Regions from separate parts of the Zea mays genome. Here region 1 is linked to region 2. A link is a contact called in public Hi-C data. All regions are on one chromosome and are shown on one strand. The core of a region is the stretch at or near the end of the contact, and the rest is flanking DNA. Distances in the headings are between cores, read along the strand shown. Region 1 holds the start of LOC100191940. Region 2 overlaps LOC103632082 (tRNA ligase 1).

The links. A called contact is a pair of places that touch in the nucleus more often than the background predicts.
Region 1: a contact with region 2 is called in a Hi-C map of leaf, with 7 times the contacts expected there. The contact joins the promoter of LOC100191940 here to the enhancer-like site in region 2. A contact is called at or near these places in 6 of 25 Hi-C or Micro-C datasets (bundle sheath, ear, endosperm and 2 more).

What each region holds. Positions count from the first base shown.
Region 1 is chr7:15,392,775-15,395,822 of Zm-B73-REFERENCE-NAM-5.0, forward strand. It overlaps LOC100191940, which reads right to left and starts at 1,252. Exons shown (of 2, transcript NM_001371776.1): 1 at 402-1,252; 2 at 1-305. The coding sequence starts at 1,030.
Region 2 is chr7:15,302,958-15,305,817 of Zm-B73-REFERENCE-NAM-5.0, forward strand. LOC103632082 (tRNA ligase 1) reads left to right here. Exons shown (of 27, transcript XM_008653934.3): 25 at 332-434; 26 at 967-1,125; 27 at 1,260-2,009. The coding sequence ends at 1,652. Among protein-coding and RNA genes, the nearest start is that of LOC103632083, 23 kb to the left of the region's middle. Within about 2 kb of position 1,299, at least 14 of the 20 cell types and tissues checked have an H3K27ac peak or open chromatin away from gene starts, as enhancers often do. A contact at or near this core is called in ear and leaf, where this site is marked.

The DNA of each region.
Region 1 (3,048 bases), core at 2-2,501, 90 kb after region 2:
TGGACTTGCTGGTGGTCTCGATGAAGAGCTTGCGAAGGTCGGTGTTGGTGCGCACGGACGTGAGCTCGATGTCGTACACGTCGTAGTCGAGGTGGTTGGCCATGGCGGCGATCATGGTGGACTTGCCGGTCCCCGGCGGCCCGTACAGGAGGTAGCCGCGCTTCCACGCCTTGCCGACGCGCGCGTAGTAGTCCTTGCCGTTGCGGAACGCGTCCAGGTCGTCCATCACCTCCTTCTTCTTGTCCGGGTCCATGGCCAGCGTCGCGAACGTCTTGGGGTGCTCGAACACCACGTGGCTCCAAACACTGTCGGACCACAAGCTGGCGCATCAAAAATCAGCTCCGAGATCTGCCTGCCTAGTGCCTAGTGCCAGTACTAGCTAGAAGATTATATGTATTTACCCGTCCGAGTCCCAGGAGCCGTCGCCGGAGATGTTGGTGAAGAGCTTGCGCTGGCGGTTCTTGACCATGACGGCGCGCCCCTCGCGGCGGACGTGGGTGAGGTAGTCTCCCAGGACGAGGTCCCGGTGGCGCTCGGCGAAGAAGAGGCGGTAGAACCTGCGGTCGGCGCGCGGGGCGCGGCCCCAGAAGTAGGCCGGCGCGCTGTCCTCGCGCGGCGGCGCCGTGCAGGCCCGCCACGTGACGGTGGCGCCCCTGAACTCGTCGGTGATCTCCTCGTCGTCGTCCATGCTGAGCAGGAGGCGGTCGGGGTCCTTGTCGGGCTCGGCCTTGAGGTGGCGCACCCCGCCGCGGGCCTCCCGCGTGGCGCGCTCCAGGTACGCCTTGGCCTCCTTGAACGCGTCGCTGCGGCGCATGCGCCCGCCGTCGTACTCGGCGACGGTGACGGTGAGGTCCGGGTCCAGGATGGACGCGAGGCGGCGCGACAGGCGGCGGGAGTGGCGCCCGAAGTACTGCTGCAGCTGGAGGCCCTGCAGCGCCTGCCACAGCATGGCCCACACCACGGCCAGGAGGCTCAGCATGATGCCGGAGTTGAGGCCGCCCCACAGAGAAGATGCCGCCGCCGCCTCCATGATGGATATATATCCGTCCCCGACGGGAGCGAGTCCCTCGGAGCCGGAACCGAACGGATGCTGTGAGCCTTAGCTTGCACTTGCAGGGGCCACTGAACCCGCCGGCCTGCTCCGGTGCCGAGAGCGCTTGGCGTCTATTTATCTACATGGATGGAGAAGAGAGAAGAGATGGACTAGCAAGCAGAGGGCAAGGCAGGTTTGGCTACGTTTCAGGGAAGAAATTGCTCGGAAGCTTGGAACAGTTCAAATTGCCACCTTTTGGAATGTGCCGTGCAACACATATTATATACCTTTTGTTATTGCAATATTCCCTCGAAATTTAGGAGGCACCAGTCGGTTGCTCGTGCGTTGCGACGGCTTACAACAATACACATGTAAACTATCAATAAAAAAAACTTCAAGATTTTTTATTGATTGTCTCCGCTCTCCGTATAATATTTTTTTGATTTGGCTAACTGATGTTATTGTTTACTCCATCCAATATGTCTTGGTACAACATGACCAATGAAGTGAGCGATTAAAAGAGAGTTCACAACGACTGACTGAACGAACATAGATTATAAAATGACATAATTCCACCATACAGAGACCAAATAAGAGAAAGTTTGTGAGTAATTCACATGAACTCAAACTTATAAAGAAGATAAATCAAAATATGGAGTGATTGCTAAAGTCAGTCATCAATAAAAACTGGATGCGCTCCATACAAATTATGCTACTTCGTAGCAATTACTAACGTTTAAAACCAACAAATAACCTTTCATTTTACTGTTAGTGTGACAAATCATTGTTGTTCCATCCAATTCAGCAACCTTAAACACCATTGAGTCCATTCCGCCAATGTAGTCTCAGAAACGACCTAATGCTTGCAAGAGCCAATAACGTCATGCCGTGCTTGGGCTGTAGCCTCGGCCTGACACGATTATATATATTTTTATTTTAAAAAAACGTATATACATATATACAATTTATATTCAATATTAGAGACATCTAAGCATGATGTTCTACTGGTTAGTCAGCATGTCGGCATGACGTGCCTGGGCCAGAGTTGTGGCCCGCGGGCGTCTGACCCGTGCCGGACCTTTAACATTTTACGCTGATTTAATCAAATGGGCCGACGGGTTAACGGGCTGATCCGGCACAGTCAGCAAGTCAGCATGACGTGACTAGGCCAGAGTTGTGGCCCGCGGGCGTCTGGCTCGTGCCGGGCCACCGTTTAGCCATCTATAAAAGTATATCGGGTTAATTTAAAATAGTTGTGAGAGGTTATTTGTAAAAAAATTACGCGAGACGACCGTTGAAATCGATGCTTTAAGTATAGTATATATTTCCTGGTATATTTTAATTCAAGAAATCCAAAGAGCTCATCCACCCCATTTTTTAGATAACGTAATGAAAGGATCACGATGCCCAAGAGGGGGTGAATTGGGTTTTTTCTAAAAATCAACACTAATTAAAAACTAAGCAAGAGCTAAACAAGAGCCCAACTTCACCCCAACAACTAGCACTAAGATAATAATACTAGAAATACAATAATGCCTTAGACAATACTTCAAATACTTGCTAAACAAATACACAATGTAAAGTGCTTGAATTAAGTGTGGAATGTAAAGCAAGGTTTAGAAGACTCCAATTTTTTCCCGAGGTATCGAAGAGTCGGCACTCTCCACTAGTCCTCGTTGGAGCACCCGCGCAAGGGTATCGCTCCCCCTTAGTCCTCGCAAGAACCAAGTGCTCACTACGAGATGATCCTTTGCCACTCAGGCGCGGTGGATCCCTCGAGACCGCTTACAAACTTGAGTCGGGTCACCAACAAGATCTTCACGGTGATCACCGAGCTCCCAAACGCCACCAAGCCGTCTAGGTGATGCCGATCACCAAGAGTAACAAGCCGTAGACTTTCGCTTGACCAAGAGAAGCCTAATGCAAGTGGTGTGTGCTCTAGGTGGCTCTCGCTAGCGCTAATGAGGAACAAACGCGGATTAAGATTCTCTAATCTCCTCACTAGGCTTTTGGTG
Region 2 (2,860 bases), core at 49-2,548:
CACGTTGTGAACAGTAAACAACACTCTGGTTGTATAGGGTCGAATGCCTTTGTTCAATAGCAGATTAACATTCCTCAAAAACAAGCAGACTAGCAGTATAACCCTTATTTTATACATAGTATTACTTCATATTTATGTCGTCGAGGGAATACTTTTGTCCAATCTTCAATCACACTTGTATAGAGAAGAATGTTCTCCAAATCCCCTTTTCTGTAGAAACAGTTAACCACACTTGTAGCAGTATTACTTCATCTGATGATGTTGACATAACTAGTGGTTTTCACATGTCTATATACATTGCCTGATGTTTTGCAAAACGATGTCAAATCAGAGCAGAGCCATCAAAAGGTTCATACGCTAAAGAATGGGCACAATGGGAACAAAGGTTGCGTGCGACCTTGTTTGGGAATGCTGATCATCTTAACTCAATTCAGGTAACCATATTTCATTTATTATTCGAGATTATAATGGTTGCTGAATGTTTATACACATTTTAACATGTGGGTCTACTACAAATCTACGATAACTAAGTAGTTTGCTGTAGTAATTTCTTTTACACTTTATATATGAGGACTCCAATAAGAACTTGGAGGTTGCTAGATTATGCCATACAAGTCCTCCATCCACCTCTCTTGCGTGTTAGAGAAAAAAAAGTCCGTCCACCAATGTTATGAATTAAATAACATTAAAAGAATTGTTTGCTTAGGCCAAGATAAGTTACTGGTAGATCAGTAGTCTAAATTGGCTCAACCTTATGTGGGAAAGGGAGCACCATACTAATGTTAATATGGTGTAGCAGTAGCATTTTCATTTTCATGTGATGTGCTTAATCAGGTCTTTCATTGGTCTACTATGCACTGATCTTAATCCTGTACACTTACACCACAAGGGTCTGTTATAATGGTGCAACTTAAGCACCCAGAAATCATGATGCAGTTCTGATGGTATCTATACTTTTTTTTCTAGGTTCCTTTTGACTATGCTGTGAAAGCAGTACTGGAACAGTTAAAAGCTGTTGCAAAGGGTGATCTCAAAACACCTGATACTGGGAAGCGGAAGTTTGGAAATATCATGTTTGCTGCTGTTCGATTAACCCCGCCTGATATATTGGGCCTTCTCCGTAAGGTAAGAAGTGTATATGCTCAGCTGCGCTGAGAAAACATTGTTCTGTATGTTGCTGTGAAGGACTCATGGTAGGTTGTCATTGCAGTGACGATGTTGCAATCTGACACTTGTCCTATGCTGCGTTACTATAACAGGTGGCAGAGAAGGACACGGCTGTCGACAGTTTTGTGAACAAGATAAGACTGGAGGACAACCTAACGAAGGTTCACGTCACCCTTGCCCACAAACGAGGCCATGGTGTGTCTGCTGTCGCAAGCTATGGCATCTACCAGCACCAGGAAGTCCCCGTGTCATTCAACGCATTGTACTACACTGACAAGATGGCCGCTCTCGAGGCACAGCTGGGAGCAGTAAACGATGAGCCGATCAATTCCAGGAACGAGTGGCCACATGCCACTCTGTGGACGGCTCCAGGCGTCACTCCAAAGGAGGCAAACATGCTGCCGCAGCTGGCTTCAGAAGGAAAAGCAGAACGGGTGCCGATTGACCCTCCCATCACCATATCGGGGGTGGTGGACTTCTACTGATTTGTCTCCTCGGTTTTAGGATACGGATGTGCAGAGGTGAAGGTGGAATAAAGAATAATTTGCTGCTGCGGGCCTTACGTTATTAGCTGATTGTGGACAAGACAATCGTCGAGTCTTACACCACATAAATTTTTGATACTATAGGACTGACCTGGACTGCTGCATTTCTACTTCCATGTTTTCCAATAAGTGCAAGATACCATCGATTTTTTAAGCCAGCACTTAGCACTAGAGGAGATAATTATCTGTATAGCAAGCACATCATTCTACTTTCTAGTGTATTTTTGAATTTCCAGAGGCCGTTTGACAGGACAGTTGACCAGAAATAAAGTTCGTGTTGGTGGTATGTTACCTTTATTTTGTGTACTTATTACAAAGTTGCAACACCGAATGCTTCGTTGACTGGCTAACATAATGCTGGTGAGTGGAAAACAGAATCAATTTTGAATAATGAAGCTGAAGGATTAGGACAGTGCTGAACACGTATCCGCGGTACACTTTTTCGTGGCTCTGCTGCTCCCACCCATTTTTCAACATGACTTCCTCTCCGGCTGACGGCTGGCTTCACTGGTTGGCTTGCTGCCCCGTCTCTAATCAACGGGATTGGAAATATATAGGGTGTTTGGTTTAAGGAATAATCTAGTCCACCATCTTATTTCTCACTTTTTTGTTTATTTGCGGAATAGATTGAGTTGATCCATCACCACCTCATTTTTCATATTTAGTTAGTTAATACTAATATAAGAAATGAGGGTTATCCCACTAAATTTGAGAAAAATTTGAGAAATAGGCTCATGATGCGTCATCTTATCTTGGATTGAGTGATTCTTAAAACCAAACATCTAATAATATCGCATGCTAGACATCCTTTTTTGTCTTTAGTATATTTTCTAATAACGTCTGAAACCATCCCAAGTCGTGTGGGTGATTGTCTAATCCTATATAACTTACCAAAGTATGTCACCAAACTCGATAGATCCCTACTTTTAGGCCTTGTTTGAATACACTCAAGTTAATAATTAACTATTCAAATTAGTTAGAAACATTTAAACAACCTCAATAATAATTCAACTATTAGCCTTTTGTAGATGAAACACCATAGCTAATAGTCCGATTAACTACTGAAAGGGAAATAGGCTTACACCTTTTCCTAATTGATTTTGGTGGTTCAATTGTCCAACACAAATAATTGGACTAACTAGTTTGCT